4 separate regions of the Rattus norvegicus genome follow, and all the other regions are linked to region 1. A link is a contact called in public Hi-C and HiChIP or PLAC-seq data. All regions are on one chromosome and are shown on one strand. Each heading gives the region's core, a stretch centred on a gene start, on an enhancer-like site or on the middle of the called end of the contact. The rest is flanking DNA. Distances are from core to core; before and after follow the strand shown.

Region 1 (3,713 bases), core at 910-3,409:
AAGATCAGGGTTAGAGAAAAATACAAACAGAATCGAACCCATCCCGTAGGACAAAGAGTTGGTTATAAAACAGAGTTGCTATAAAAAGTGTTCTCTTTTATGCCAACAAGCCCCGAAACAGACTTTGGCATAGTCTATACTGCACAGAGACCGACTTGGGCACAAGATGTATTCAGGTGGCAATTAGCAAGTGTGTAAAGCTGCCAGCTTGATTACTCATCCCAGGCAAACAGCTAGACATCTGGCCAGATGTGTAATGTAAAGGCATCCAGTGGAAAGGCCCAGGAAGGGGACTGCTCAGTCATCTGTGCACAGATTCAAGACTAGGCTGCACTTCAGACTCTGTGTTTTTACTTGGTGTCTTGAAACATTCCCCTTTCCGTCTCTACTCTCCCTCCTAGACACTGCGCTGTCTTATTTATTTATGAAGTCTGAAGGTTAGTCCTACCTGCTGAGACTAATTAGCCCTCCGCTTTGTGTCCCATGCAATCCGTCGGATGAAATGTACACATTTGTTTTGCGTTTTTTTTTTTTTCCCCAGTCTCTTTCTCCCTCCACTTCTGGTTTTCTGATGAATATGAAAGTTAGGAGGTGGGATGGTGATTCTCAGCCGTCTCCCCCACCCCATCCTTATTTTTGTCTGCATCTTCCGGCTTTAGTGTGCAAATGTGCTTGGGATTTTTTTCCCCCCCAGTGCAGGGGGATTCGTTGGCCTTGTCAATCTCAGTATCGTTGTTTTCTGTTGTCTTCTTTCTGAGGCCTTAGCCTGTAGAACAGTTTTGTTGAAACCCCAAATTCTCTAAATATTACACGGTAAATTGGCTACTTTTGGAAATCTACAATGGATTTGCTTATTAAAGGGGAGGGTGGGTTAATTTAATACGTTGTGGACCCCAGAACAACATCACACCTAATGGTAGTTGCCAGTTCTTATCGATTTATTATTTCCTTCCAAGATATATGTATATATATTTCCTCTTTCACATTGGATGTCCCAGTCCACTTGTCATTAGATATTTGCAAGGAAAAGCTCTTCTGAGTCTACCATGCCGCAACACGGTTTGGGGATCCCGCCTTTCTCCTTCGACATTTTCTTCACCATCTCATAGCAAATCAGTTTGCCCTCACTGGAACTTAAAAACCAACAAACATGGGTCTCAACTCCTAGGCTGCCCACCTCTTCCCCGAGGGCTTCCAGGCCAGCTTTGGTGACTGTCTTCTGCCAGGGCCCTCAACATCTACAGTCTCTGGACATCCTCTCAGACCCTCTTGGAGAAAAACTCCAGCCCCACTCCTCCCCAGGGCTTGGTGAAGTTTCACTTTTATTTTCCTATGAGCTGTTACCGCCCAAACATTTCACCTCCAAAGTCGAAAAGGACTTGAATCCTACATCACTTCCTACTTCCAACGTCAGTTAAAAAAAACAAAAAAACTTTACATTACCCTTAAGGATATTTTTAATACTCCAGACAAACCTATAGTATTTGTTTTCTTGGACAAAACGCCTTCTTGTCATATTTAACCTAGTGGGACTTTACATTCAATGACATGATTCACTGTCATTAAACAAAAAAGGGAGGGGAGCCCTGTGGGTCAGCCTCCCTGTGGATGGCCCAGCCTCTCCGCTTCCCCAGGTTCTCTTAGAGCAAGAGGGGTGAGCCTTCTTCTGGACCAGTCATGTCTCTTCCCGCCCCAGTGCGGCCAACTTCATCGGGGGCTTAATCACTGAACACCCTGTCCTTGTGTCCCATAGTCCTCCCCTCCTGGACCCCATCTTCAGGACTTCTGGCTAACACTTTTTCTGGGCCTCTCCCCATCCCCGCCCCCCAAGTGGGCTTTCCTTCCGCCTTCTCCGGCTCAGATTCCGGACTGGGTTGCCACCCCCTTCCCCTCCTCTCCCGGTCCGCATTGTCTTTCGGAACCCGCCCCCTCCAGGAGCGAGGCCCGCACCGTCCGGGCGCCCGGCTCGCACGCAGCGCACAGGCCGCACCCCGCGCGCCTCCCGCGGCCCCGGCCCGCCCCGCTCCCTCTCCCGGCGCCCAAAGGATCATTGTTGGCCGCCCCCGCCCCGCCCACCCCGGCTGTTTATTTATGCACACGTCACCCGCGAGGCCCCGCCCCCTGGCATCTCATTAAGGCGAGTGTGTTCCTCTCGCCCTGTCAATAATCTCCGCTCCCAGACTACTCCGTTCCTCCGGATTTCGATCCCCCTTTTTCTATCTGTCAATCAGCGCCGCCTTTGAACTGAAAAGCTCAGTCTAACTTCAACTCACTCAAATCCGAGCGGCACGAGCTCCTTCGGTGTCTTCGGCTTCCCCCCCCCTTTGCTCTTATATCTGACTTCTTCTTGTTGTTGTTTTTTTTTTTTACCCCCCCTTTTTTTATTTATTATTTTTTTGCACATTGATCGGATCCTTGGGAACGAGAGAAAAAAGAAACCCAAACTCACGCGTGCAGAAGATCTCCCCCTTCCCCTCCCCTCCTCCCTCTTTTCCCCTCCCCAGGAGAGAAAGACCCCAAAGCAGGAAAAAAAGTTAACCTTGGACTCGTCTTTTTCTTGCAGTATTTTTTTTGGGGGGGACTCGCAAAACTTTTTTCTTTTTTTTTCTTTTTTTTTCCTTTTCTTCCTCCTTCATTTTTCTTCCAAAATTGCTGCTGGTGGGTGAAAAAAAAAATGCCGCAGTTGAACGGCGGTGGAGGAGATGACCTAGGCGCTAACGACGAACTGATCTCCTTCAAAGACGAAGGCGAGCAGGAGGAGAAGAACTCGGAAAACTCCTCGGCGGAGAGGGATTTAGCCGATGTCAAGTCGTCGTTGGTCAATGAATCAGAGACGAATCAAAACAGCTCCTCCGATTCCGAGGTAGGAAGAGCCCCTCGGGCTGGCGGGTGGCTCCAGCCGGTTCCCCGGCCGGGAGAGCGGGGCTGGAAGGCGAGGCGAGGCGGGTCGGGCTTGCGGGCGGCGCGGACGGTGGCCCGGGCTGCTGGCTGCGAAAACTTGTAACCGTGTTTTTCTGCACCCCTTTCTCCGCCGACCCTCCCTCCCTGCACCCCCTCGGCGCGGCTCTCACCCCTCGCCCTCCCCACCTCGCCCCTCCGGGAAGGCGGAAAGACGGCCTCCGCCTCGCTCCGAAAGTTTCCGAGATAAATCCCGGGAAAGTTTGGAAGAAGGTGAGTGCGCCCCGCGCGCCCCCAAAACCGCGCGATCGCGTTCCCCCTCCCCGGGGTCGGCCTGGCGGGTGCCCTCGCCCCACTCCCTACCCACCCTACCCGAGTTCCCGCGCCGGCCGGGCCCTGGGGACGCGCGCGGGCCCTCGGGGGGACACTTGCTAAAAAGTTTCTCCCGCTCTCTCCCGCGCCGCGCGGCCGCCGCCGTCCCCTCCGCCGCCCCGCCATGTTAGCGGCCAAGAGGCAAGATGGAGGGCTCTTTAAGGGGCCACCGTATCCCGGCTACCCCTTCATCATGATCCCCGACCTGACGAGCCCCTACCTCCCCAACGGATCGCTCTCGCCCACCGCCCGAACCGTAAGTGCCACCGCGCTCCCCGCCCTGCCCGCCTGCCGGCCCCGCATGCCCTGCCCCTCCCCCGCCCCGCCCCTCCCCCCTCCCCTCCCCCCCTCTCGCGGCCCGAACTCTCCAAACTTTTTCTCTGCCTTTTGTGGACTGGGTTTGTTTGCGCTTCGCCATGTTCTGGCTTTTTCTTGTGCTTGCC
Region 2 (3,713 bases), core at 908-3,407, 200 kb before region 1:
TACCTCCAGCTGTTTCAGTGTGGAGCAGCAGCACAGGTGACTTAAGAACTCAAGCGCCCGCGCCCCATTCCCACCTAACAGCTTTATTATTAACTGCACAATCTCTTTGCAAATTGTCCACATCAGGCAGTTTAGATTGAGACCTAAGCAATGCAAGCCCATCACATCTGCTGATACTCCCCAAGAGCTTGTCCTCCTCTTCCTCCCCTGCAGTCACTTGTTGGATGAATCAGACTAATGCTCTCTAAAATTCACACACTGTAGGTTTGGCCTACCGTGCTTCTGCAGTGAGCGCTATGTAACACACTCATCTCTCCTCTGTGCTCTGTGTAAACGAGTAGTGCACTCGAAAGAAAGACTTAATGAAGCATGAGTTTTCTCACTCTGGGAGGCACCTGGTATCTGGTTGCATCGTTCTTATTGATTCTAAGATTAATCCGTGGGTTTGACTATACTCATTGACCTGGTCTACAGTGACTTCTATCTGCTAACTCACCGGCTTTAAGCCACCATCCTCAGTGATGTCTGCACAGGTTAAGGGTTACAAAAACGATAGGCTCAGCTTCTGCACTTGCTATTCTCCTTCCTCATGGAAGAGCATGTGAATCAGCGTCTTGAGTCCTCTGCCCCACTGCCTCACTGTTCACCTAATAATCTTTAGAGCATGGAGTTAAAACAGCAATCTCTAAAATAGCCAGCAACGAAAACTGAGCCAAAGCTGGTAAAGTGGCTGCCCACAGGGAAAAGCCACATTCTTTCTGTGTTGTGGATGGGGGCAGGGCAGGGGGCCGGGGGGGCAGGGGGCAGGGGGGCAGGGGGTCGATTCCGGTCCCCACAGGGAAAAGCCACATTCTTTCTGGACTGGAGGTGAGGGCTGATAATTTGTAGGAAGTTCAAATGCCTCACCTAACAAAATTATGACAAGAAATAATTGTAAGCCGCTCTTAAGACACTGAGGCTTTCATAGAGCAGGAAATACATAATGTCGCTGGACCTCACAGAGCTGTGAGTGTCAAGGGTTGTGAGTGTTCATGGTCACAGTGTGTGGGATAACAGTCACAGCAACAAATGTAACTGTCTGTCAGTGCAGAAAGGCTGTAGTGACTGCAGATCTAGTAACAATGACCTTGGGAAGAAAACACTGACTTTCATCTTCATACTAAGACTGTAAATGGAAGGGAAGCCAGTACAGCTGTGTCTTGTCCATGTGTTTTTCCCTTCCGTCACGTCTTCTGTCATGTCCTTCTGTCTTCCCTGAAGACTCGGGATTAGTGAAGCCTGTTCTTTGAAGGAATCCAAAATCTAGCATTAAAAACCAGACTGGTGAAAAGTCACCTTACCTTTCACGACTCCTGACTGGCTGACGGCCAGCTAACATAAGGAGTAGAATCTGAGTCCTGCCTTCCCTGTCTCCCTTCCGAAACCCCAGTAGAGTTCATCCTGCACTCCCAGCATGCCCTGCTTCTCAGGCAGGTGAGACTGATGGTATGCAGAACACTCTGGACACAGCAGGCTGCAGTGAAATGGTAAAGTTGCCAGCTGTCTCACATACACAGAAAGAGATTTCTACCTCAGAACTTCTTACATTCTCAAACATTTATTTTAATTTTAATACTTTGTATATAGAGAATAGGAAGGTTGTGCGTGTGAGTACAGGTGCCCTGAGAGGCCAGAAGTATCCAATTCCTCCCGGAGCTGGAATTACAGGCAGTTGTGAGCCTCCGAGGGTAAGTGCTGGGAACAGAACTCTGATCCTCTGCAAGCACAGTTCACACTCTACAAAGCCTGTGTCTTCATGGAGAGTCAGGGTACCTTGGTGTGTGTTTGCTCATGTTTTCTTTTGACTAAGTAGAAGCAGAAATGTCCGCTAACTGTTAAGAGAAGAAAACATTGAGGCATCGGACAACCTGTGAAACTATCAGTAGGTGATATGGATGTGCATCACAGTGACAGCCAGTTTGCATTCAACAGCTAATAAATGAACAAGAAATTTCTAGAAATAGCTTTGCTTCTTAGCATCCCATGAGATCCTCATGGGCAGCTTTTGTGGCCCACATAAAGAAAGAAGAAAGTAGTCCAGATTACCACTCAAGTCTATTAAGGGACCTGGTCAAACAGGTCAGAATATGCACTGTCACTGCTCTGAGGTGACCTTTGTCTTGACAAACAAAGCCTGATAACCCAGCTGTCACCACCTTTTTAAACACACGCAACACAAAGGGCTCAGCGTAATGATAATTTTCAAGTACAAATTTCCTGGAACAGAAGAAAAGAAATCGAGTCATACTGAGTGGTGAGTTGGGGCTTTAGGTCCCCCAGCGCTCCCCGGAACACTGGCTGCTCACTGGACCAGTGTCCTGACTCGCTCATGTGTTTCATACCTCTGACAGCTGCTTGATTATGGCAGCCATTCTATCAACCATTCCATGTGGCTGGTACTCTATGCTGGTGGACTTTTTAAAGTTGTCACAATGGCCCTAAACAAGAGATGTTTTTACATCTCCCTCTGTAAGTGAGGAAGCAGGAGGTCAGAATACGTCCCTTTAGGTGGCCTTGCCATCCACTCCCCAAGTCTGCAGTTCTAACTGCTCAGCCATGATAATCAGGCTGCCCCTTCTGGGCTTCTCCCTGGTTTGGCTTTGGGCTTCTGGTTTTTGTTCCTTCTCAATGGTTTAAAAACAGTTCCATGTAACCTTGATGAGAAAGGCTCTATGTAGCCTTGATGAGAAAGGTTCCGAGATGCCTCTTACCCCAGAACTCTCAGAAGCCAAGTGCAGGAACCAAAAGGCCACTGTACAGTCAAAAAAGGTAATAATTAACAAAAAAACGTGTCACTTAAAAATGTCATGGCACAGGACCTGTGTTCCTTCCTCATGGACAAGCTTTTCTGACATGCCTGAAGTCCTAAGTCAGTATCAGCAGAGACAAGTACAAAAAGACCACAATGGTTGGAACCTCAGAGCAGAGAAATAAGAAAATCAATTGATTCTCATAGCCATAAACACATCTACTTCTTTTTCCTGTGCTAATAATTGCAGTAATTAGCATTGCTGTGGGCCTTATCTGGGCCAAGTAATGTGCCCACCACTAATTGTCAAAAGGTCTCAAAAGACCAAAATATCCATCTGTCCCCATTTACCATTGAAAAATCTGAACCTATGAGGCTAGGAAGTTGCATCTCCATGGAAAAGCTGAGGAGGACTTTCACACCATGTAGGAGACCACTTTCAAAGTGTGCTGGAGAGTACTTGAGAAGCTGCCCACACCCTCACCTGACAGCAGCCTTCTGTGCTGTGGCCCTCTGCCATTGTCACATAGAGGGGTCAGGTCAGCAGGTCAGGGGAAAGGTCAAAGGAAAGATTGTGCTAAGTCTCACAGTCTGAGTTATATCCACAGGATGGAAAGAGAACCAACCTCTGACCCACACTTGTACATGTGTGTGAGAGTACACATGGGACCGCACACACACACACACACACACACACACACACACACACACACACACACAAATGAATGGCTACTTGTGTGTGCCTCTGATTCTGGAGAATTCATCCATCCTTCTTTGTGGTTAGAAGTCTCCATAGTCGCCCCCCCCCCCACCTCAGAGTCCTTAGGCCAAGGACTGAGCATCCAAACCTCAGATGTCTTCCTCTTGTGGGCAGCATCTCTGAAACCTTTGTAGCTGGGTCTGCAGCGGGCGTAATCCTCAGCAG
Region 3 (3,713 bases), core at 317-2,816, 160 kb after region 1:
AACTGCTCATCCTCTGTTCTTTTTTTAAAAAGGAAAAGATTTCGGGGAGGGGGGAAAGTCGTCTTTTTCTTTAGAACAGTATGAATAAAATCTGGACAGCTGTCGAGAAAGATACGCTGTCTGCATTTTTTTTTAACTTTAGCTTCCACCATAACTAAATAGCTTTAGCAATAGTACATCTTTTCTCTTTTTTTCCCTTCATACATAATGATCTCTACTTCATTAAAAGCGTATTAATCTGGTTCCCAGTCTCTTGGGAGACACCTTAAGATGATGATATTGTGGGTTTTTCCCCCCGAATTGTTAAAAAAAAAATTCTAGCAGATTTGGTCCCTGTCAGTCAGAAATAATTGTGTTCTTAATCTTGTCCCTGATGGGTGACTTGGAGTTCAGCAACGGACCAGCTCCAATGACAAATACAGTATTAATATTCATTAACTGCTTTGACAATGCTAATTTTGATGCAGTAGTAAAAGGCCTTCCAAAGTTACCGGCCAAAGCATCAGAGCTGCGCAAGGTGGCAAGATAATTTGTGCTGGTTTGCTGAGCTGAAGGCTTTTAAAGTCTATAGCAAACAGCTAGGTACCACCAACAAAAAAGAGAAAGGGAGAAAGTTCTGAAGCATTGGAAGGCAGGGCCGCGGAAATAATACGATCACAGTCCGCTAAAAAATTTGACACCTCTGATGCAGTTTCTTTGAGTGAAATTTCTACAAAGTTGCAACAAAAAAAGCATAGCATGGTAAGTCAGCACATTCTTGATTTTGTTTAATCTTTTTGATCTTTTCAATTATCGCTATTTGAAGATCAATAGTCATTTTTTCCTACTATGCTTAGAAGACGCGCAGCCGTGGTTTAATATGTGTTAGGACAATTTGCTTTAAAGAAACACATCCACAAGTTTTGGGAGTGTGTTTTTTTTTTTTCCTTTCTCTTTTAAAGTTAGTCATGAAAAATGTTATACAATGTATCCTTGTGAATTCTCTTACATACAAGTGTTTTTAATAATCTATTTTGGTTTTTGTATTTCCTCCCCCACAAAGAGTAGAATTCATCGAGTTAATTAAGATCTGAATGTTGTCAAGAATGTTATAGGATTCTCTCTGGTGGGGGGAAGCTTCGGAGTGAAGTGGTCCTCCAACTTTATCTAAATTCAGCTGGCTTCCTCCCCTTCCTTTTCTGAATGGCATCAGATAGCCATTAAAGCTTAATTTCACCGTAGACCTGCACAGCGTTACTTCCACTAACTTAGGTGAACTCGCTCGGATTACTGAAATTGCTTTTATGCTTGCCAAGTCGGCAAACAAAATATCAGGCTTTGTTCTTTTGATTGAATGCTGGGTTGGGGGGAAAAGAGAAGAGTGAAAAAAGCCCTGCCTTTTTTTTTTATAACGCCCCCTCCCTCTTTTGGGGGTGGATTGTTGTGGAACCGGCCGGGGGAGATCCCGGTTATTGTGCGCTTCGCTGTGAATGGAACTGTGCCTGAGCATCCCGCGCAGCTCGGCTGCTGCGGGCTGCTCCTGGGAGCTGCGGGCTTTGCGCGGGCTGCAGGGCGGGTGCTGCCCTCCAGCGGGCCCGGGCCATCCGTGCGGCAGCATGCCTGCGAGCCGGCGGCGGCAAGGACAGCGCGGCGACCCCTAGATGGTAAGCAATGTGCCCTGAGTTTGCCCAGCCTTGCATGCTCCCTGCCCAGCCCAGGCCGTGCCCACTGTCACTGCGCAGTAACTTTAAGATTGATGTACGTCGACTGGTAAGGTCCTGATGGACAGAGTTGGTTTAGTGTCCTTTAAAACAACAATAAGAAAGGTTAAAGAAAGAAAAGGAAAGAAGAAGAGAAAGGAAAGAAGGAAGAAAGGGGAGGAAAAGGAGTACCTTCTCATTTTACACTATTATTGTTTAATTGGAAGTGTCTGCACTTGGAGGGCATCCATCCATTTCACTCACCAACTTAAAGTGACAGCCTCCACCCTCCCCAGCCCCCTCCTTCTCAGCCGTGTGTGTTCTTAGTGCACTTTTGCCTTTTCGGGTCTGAATATGCGAGTTTGGAAGCAGTAGGTAGACGCATCTTTCTTATAGATACATGTAGATGCATGTCTGTCTAATCCACCAAAGTTGGTTTCCTGTCCTTACAACTTCCCTGTTCTGGCATCTCAAATCTCTTTATTTAACACAACAAAACTAGCTTTGCATGGAGATGGTGATCCTGGGGTGTGATCGGACAGTCTCTGGCCCCTACTTCCAACTTCTCCACAGGATTTTACATAATGCCACGCTAAATGTACTGCTCTCTGTTTCTGGTTTGAGCAAGCTTTATTTTTTTTTTCTTTTATCATCCCACCCACTTGCTAATCCCAACTTTGTTTTGTTTTGTTTTGTTTTGTTTTGTTTTGTTGTTGCTGTTTTTTTTTTTTAATGGAATGTTCTAAGTTTGGGTGTGTATCTGACAAGTCAGGGTGCTTTGGGAATGAGTCCTGGACAGTGCCATGGGACAGCAACTCATCCTGAAGGAGTTTCTCAGGAGTTCTTGAAGAACTGAGAGTTTTTTCCCCCCTTTTCTTTTGAAGGGGGAAGAGGCTGTAACTGGGTTGGCGCTAACCCCGGGCTTCCTTTTCCCTTGTTCTTCAGAAAGCTGGGAAGTAAATTCTTAGCCCAAGCTGCCGTGGTGGTGTTTGCAGCACTTCCCGACAGATTGTTGCTGGGTGATCACGGCCTGTCTCTCAGTGGATAGAGAACTTGCAGTTTACTTAAGAAATTGCGGGAGCCACAAAAGCAGCTGCCAGGAGTGTGGTGGTCTTGGTGAATAGAGGGAGGGAAGGCAATTAGGGGGCTGTGTGGTTGGGGCTTTTTACTTGTCAAACTAGAAGCTCGTTGCTTTTGTTACTGCTGTGTAAAGGGGAATGGCAGGGTTTTGTTTTGGTATTAAGGGCCTTAAAGATTGCTGCTCCACATTTAGGCAGGAAGGCTAGATACGTCCAGAATGGGGCCACAGAGTAGTATTATTTTTAAAGCAAAAGAGTAGAAAATGAAGAAGTCCTACTTTTTTGTTGGCCTTAAGCGCTTCCAGCACTTGTTTAGGTTGATTCCTTTTTGGGGGGGTCGGGTAAGGGGGATTAACTTGTCCCATGTATTAACAGATCACGTAGAAACCTACACTCTAAAAACAGTTCTGTGGCCTTGGAGATAAACAGCTGGCCAGTCGGGCAGTCCATGCACTAAAGGAAAAACTCCTTCATTATAATTAGGTGTCCTGAGTCTTAGGGAACCAAATATTGGCCACTAGTCATGCTTTTAAGCCAGACAAACCTAGGATGGTTTCCTACCTGCTTGCAGACTAGAGCTGTGTGTTTGCTTTTGAAGAACATGAGATGATTTTGGAGTTGAGTCCGTTAGACATTTTGCTGCGTGACTCAACGCCTCCCTGGGCAGCCACCCACAGCACCCCCCTCCTGCATGTCACAGAGACCGTTTTAGGCCTGTTCTATCTGACGGTCTCAACTCAAATTAGGTTAACCCCACACCAATGTACCTGGCCCTGGATCCTATGAAAGCCCCAGGAAAAGTAAGTTGAGTGGATCCTTTTCTTCCTACTTCTCTGCTCTCTGTTCTCCCTCTCTGTCTCTCTCTCTCTGTCTCTCTGTCGCTGTCTCTCTGTCTCTCTGTCTCTCTCTCTCTGTCTCTCTCTCTGTCTCTCTGTCTCTCTCTCTCTCTCTCTCT
Region 4 (3,713 bases), core at 570-3,069, 140 kb after region 1:
CGGTGCGAACTGGCTCGGTGAGAACCGGCTCGGTGTGAGTAGCTTTGTTGGTGAAGCCACCAGAGAAAGCCACATTGAAGTGAGTAAGTTCCCCTTCAAATCTTGGGAATTATCAGAACAGTGGTTACAGAGTTTGGTTACCACGGGGCCCATTTCTCTGCCTCTCCAACTCTACACTTCCGCCGTGACTGTGGTTCTTTGACACCCGTCTTAATGAACCACCTTCCCAATCTAGTGGTTTCTCACTCATATCCATTCTTGCCTCTTTGCGCCAAACCTTTGCGCCTCTCCCCTTAGCCCACATTGATCCAGCTGCATACCTGCCTGTCAGAAGCAGACCCATGAGATGGTAGACTGAGTGTTCAGGCTCCATACACTCTTAGAAAGCAGGAGATGGGAGATGATGTCGCAAGGACCCAATCACATCAGGGTGAGCCGTCTTTGAGACCTTAGTCATCGGTTTTGTAATAACTATTCTCAGTCGTTAAAAATAAAAGTTGTCTCCAGGATTAAAAGAGAAAAGATGCTTCGGGGAGGTGATCGGGGCCTGTCCTGTGCATAAACAGCAGAGAGATAGTACTAAATTGAATGTTACCTAACAGGTTTGGTTTGTGATTTGTTGGGTCTGGACTCCTAGGAAAAGATGATAAAATAACTCAGACAAGGGAATGGGCTTATTGGAGTGACCTAAAACCACAAAAGCACACAACAAGAGGTTTTGAGTAGATAACCATAAGCCAGAGTAATTTTAACTTGTTCAATGGCTGGTGGGTTAAGGGAAATCTACCAAATCTGGAGATTGCTAAGTGGTTACTAATGACAGGACCCTACTCTGTCAGGTCTCTTTCTAAACTTTGGAAACGGAGGCCCAGATAGAGCAGATGGCTGTAAGACTCAGGGGCTTCACTCCCAGGTAACACAGCAGAAATCCACCCTCCCAGTTGTCTCTTCCCATCCTGCCACTCCCGATTCTCAATTCACTCGAAGGTTGTTCAACACTACCAGATATCTGTGTGGAAGCTGAAGCTCCTCTGTGGATGAGTGTGGAATCCAGAGTGTCTGGTGTGAAAATCACTGATTTCTCTCTCAAGATCATGACTTTTCTGGGTACCCTGGCTGCTGGTGGGCTCCTCTCGGGGTGGGGGTGGGGGAGTCATGCTCATGAAGGATTAATACAAGCATTTCTGCTGAAAGGAAGCCAGGAGTGGGGACCTAGAACTCTTGCATAAAGAATACTAGGAGGAATTTTGCAAGTGATCACTATGCTTTTAGCAACACTTAACTGAACATATCCCACATTATGACTCACATCCAGCATTCAGGAGACTGAAGCAGGAGCATTGCCATGAGTTTGAGGCTACAGAAACCATACCCTTAACCATTTATATAAGAAGGACATTAGTTTGTTCATGCTACTGTCTTTCCCCACGAGGACTGGTATTTAGGAATTCTGTTAGGGTGTTGCTTTCTGGGATTTTTGATGTGAAAAAGGACTCTTCGGAAACTCTTCTTGGTTTCACCCTAGCATCATGGATAGGAGTAGGATGGAGATCACCGAGCTGGCTGTGATGCTGTTGACCACGTTAGAGCTCACTAGTGATTTTTACGGCTCTGCTAAAAGCTCCTTTCTGCCGTTAGGAGTCCCATGTCTTGTAACCAGGAAGCAGGCTGATGCCCTGGGTTGAGTTCAGCAAGTTTGTTTTGACTTGTGGCCCACGAGGAGAGAGAAGTCCTCATTATGTAATGTTAAACTGGGCCGGGAATGTCAGCTGGGCCCTGCTTGCCAAATCTTGAAGAGTTGGTTGGGAGCGGACTATGTTTAGTATGACTAATCCAACTTGGCAGGGTAAAGGGGTGGGTGGGTGTCGCTCTGAGAGGGAAGGATGACTTATGCTATTTCAAATATTAGCACTTTGTATGCGCTGTAGCAGTCCCCAAAAGTAACTCAAAAGTAAGCGACTACCTAAGTCGAGTCCTCATTAATCAACACTGACTGTCTACTGGTGGAGTGAAGACACCATCAGATTCCTCTTGCCCTTAGGAGAGACAGGCTCAGGTCCTAGGAAATGCTTCCTGTGGCAGCCCATGTTGGTCAAGTGTGGCTGGCAGGGTACTCAACAATTAAAGCTGGTATACAAAGCCAACACTGGACTCTGTAATAAAAGTCGCAGTGAACCCCAATAAAAATGTGAAGTAAAGAAAAATGTGGCCCACTTTCCTAATAAAGATTCCAGAGTGTAATTTAGAGTCCCGTCTCCAGCCTTTTCCGTCTTTATGCGGGCGCTTTTACGCCTTTTGCTCCTTCCTCCCCCGACAAGGCCCAGCTTGGTCCTTCTTATGGGACAAAAGGATCCCATTTTTATGCAGATGCCTTTAGTTGGAGACAAAAACAACACAAAAGCTTGTTTGCACAACTATCCTTAAACAGTGGTTCCCTGAACGCCCCCCCCCATCCCCCGTCACAAAAAAAAAAGGCTACTCTTTGGTCGGATAGATGCCCTGCCTGAGGTGAAGTGGGGAATCGCTTTTGTCTTTTCCCTGATGAATGGATGTAAAATGTTCACTGAACCTGGAAACACCTCCTTTTGTGCCCGGTGCCCCCCTAACACAGGCGGTTAAACTTGGGGCAATTGCTCATGGTGGGGGATTGAATGGAACCATTGTGGGAGGAGGGGCCCACACTGAGACCATTGTGGGCATAGAGATGTCATTGTTTCCCAAGTATTAAGGAGTAGACTCTGGGGACCCCCAGGCATTGGTGTGCCCGGCCACTGTGCTGACTGCACACCATTTGTTGGGTTGAATTGTCCCCTAAGTACAAGCTGGGCAAGGTCCTCTTAGTCAGGGCACACCACAGTGTGCCCCCTACAGGATGCATGTGGAATTTCCTACAAATATCAACTTACCAGGCAGGCTCTTTCCTGTCCCTACCTAGATTGTTCGTTTTGGGGTTTTTCTGTTCTGTTTTGGTTTTTGGTTTTTTCTTTCCCTGTCTTGATCTCCAGCACTCATTTCTGCAGGGAGGTCGCTTGTCCTCCAGGCATTGGGGGTGGGGGGGTGGGGGGGTGGGGGGTGGGGGGTGGGGGGGTGGGGGTGGGGAGACAACATTTGTTAAAAATCCCTTCCTCCACCTTAGGAGTAGCAAAACTCCCCAATTCCTGCCGGTGGCTGTACAGTCAGTTTCCCTGTGGCCATATGGCCTTCAGAGGACTTCTGATCTTAATTACAGCATCCAGCCTTTGTTTATTTAAAAATCAAAAGGCGGACAGGCTATTGATGGTTTATCTGTATTAACTGCAGCACCATACCTGCCAACTGTCCCTTCAGTGAGAAAAGGGAGCTGCTATGATCCCCACCAACAGTTTACATGTGTGCGCACACCACTTAACACGGCACGTTCAATAGAAGTTCCTAGCTTTAGAATTGCCGCGCAGGCATTTGGACGTGTTGACGGACAGGAATGTAGGCACAGGGTTAGGAAGAGCATCCATCCAGGAAGTACTAGAGTTCAAACTCTGAGTCTTCACTTGCTGTGTTAACCAAGAGTCTTGGGGGTATATTCTCGGCAACCTCAACTTTGCCTTCTGTAAAGTAGGAACAGTAGCGGGGTTTGCAACCCCGAGAATGATACAAGATTTGGACTGCATGCTTATGAAAGGTGATTATGTGATTCGTTTCCTCGAGGAGGGCCATATAGGACATAAGCACTCTGC

What was found. A called contact is a pair of places that touch in the nucleus more often than the background predicts. HiChIP or PLAC-seq counts read pairs in DNA pulled down with a chosen protein or histone mark.
Region 2: a contact with region 1 is called in a Hi-C map of liver, with 3 times the contacts expected there. The contact joins the enhancer-like site here to the promoter of Tcf7l2 in region 1. A contact is called at or near these places in 3 of 12 Hi-C or Micro-C datasets (kidney and liver) and 1 of 1 datasets of contacts at active chromatin or transcription factors (oligodendrocytes).
Region 3: a contact with region 1 is called in an H3K27ac HiChIP or PLAC-seq map of oligodendrocytes, with 16 times the contacts expected there. The contact joins the enhancer-like site here to the promoter of Tcf7l2 in region 1. A contact is called at or near these places in 5 of 12 Hi-C or Micro-C datasets (frontal cortex, kidney, liver and 2 more) and 1 of 1 datasets of contacts at active chromatin or transcription factors (oligodendrocytes).
Region 4: a contact with region 1 is called in a Hi-C map of Schwann cells, with 9 times the contacts expected there. The contact joins the enhancer-like site here to the promoter of Tcf7l2 in region 1. A contact is called at or near these places in 5 of 12 Hi-C or Micro-C datasets (Schwann cells, frontal cortex, kidney and 1 more) and 1 of 1 datasets of contacts at active chromatin or transcription factors (oligodendrocytes).

What each region holds. Positions count from the first base shown.
Region 1 is chr1:264,789,176-264,792,888 of GRCr8, forward strand. It overlaps Tcf7l2 (transcription factor 7 like 2), which reads left to right and starts at 2,160. Exons shown (of 15, transcript NM_001415805.1): 1 at 2,160-2,863; 2 at 3,105-3,171; 3 at 3,402-3,526. The coding sequence starts at 2,675. It overlaps LOC120100061 (a long non-coding RNA gene), which reads right to left and starts at 3,406. Exons shown (of 2, transcript XR_005499758.1): 1 at 3,271-3,406; 2 at 2,626-2,988.
Region 2 is chr1:264,592,799-264,596,511 of GRCr8, forward strand. All of the region lies in intron 7 of Vti1a (vesicle transport through interaction with t-SNAREs 1A), which reads left to right. Among named protein-coding and RNA genes, the nearest start is that of Trnav-aac8, 150 kb to the right of the region's middle. Within about 2 kb of position 2,158, at least 3 of the 93 cell types and tissues checked have an H3K27ac peak or open chromatin away from gene starts, as enhancers often do. A contact at or near this core is called in liver, where this site is marked.
Region 3 is chr1:264,945,070-264,948,782 of GRCr8, forward strand. The region is part of intron 5 of Tcf7l2 (transcription factor 7 like 2); the gene reads left to right. Among named protein-coding and RNA genes, the nearest start is that of Tcf7l2, 160 kb to the left of the region's middle. Within about 2 kb of position 1,567, at least 7 of the 93 cell types and tissues checked have an H3K27ac peak or open chromatin away from gene starts, as enhancers often do.
Region 4 is chr1:264,926,097-264,929,809 of GRCr8, forward strand. The region is part of intron 5 of Tcf7l2 (transcription factor 7 like 2); the gene reads left to right. Among named protein-coding and RNA genes, the nearest start is that of Tcf7l2, 140 kb to the left of the region's middle. Within about 2 kb of position 1,820, at least 30 of the 93 cell types and tissues checked have an H3K27ac peak or open chromatin away from gene starts, as enhancers often do. A contact at or near this core is called in Schwann cells, where this site is marked.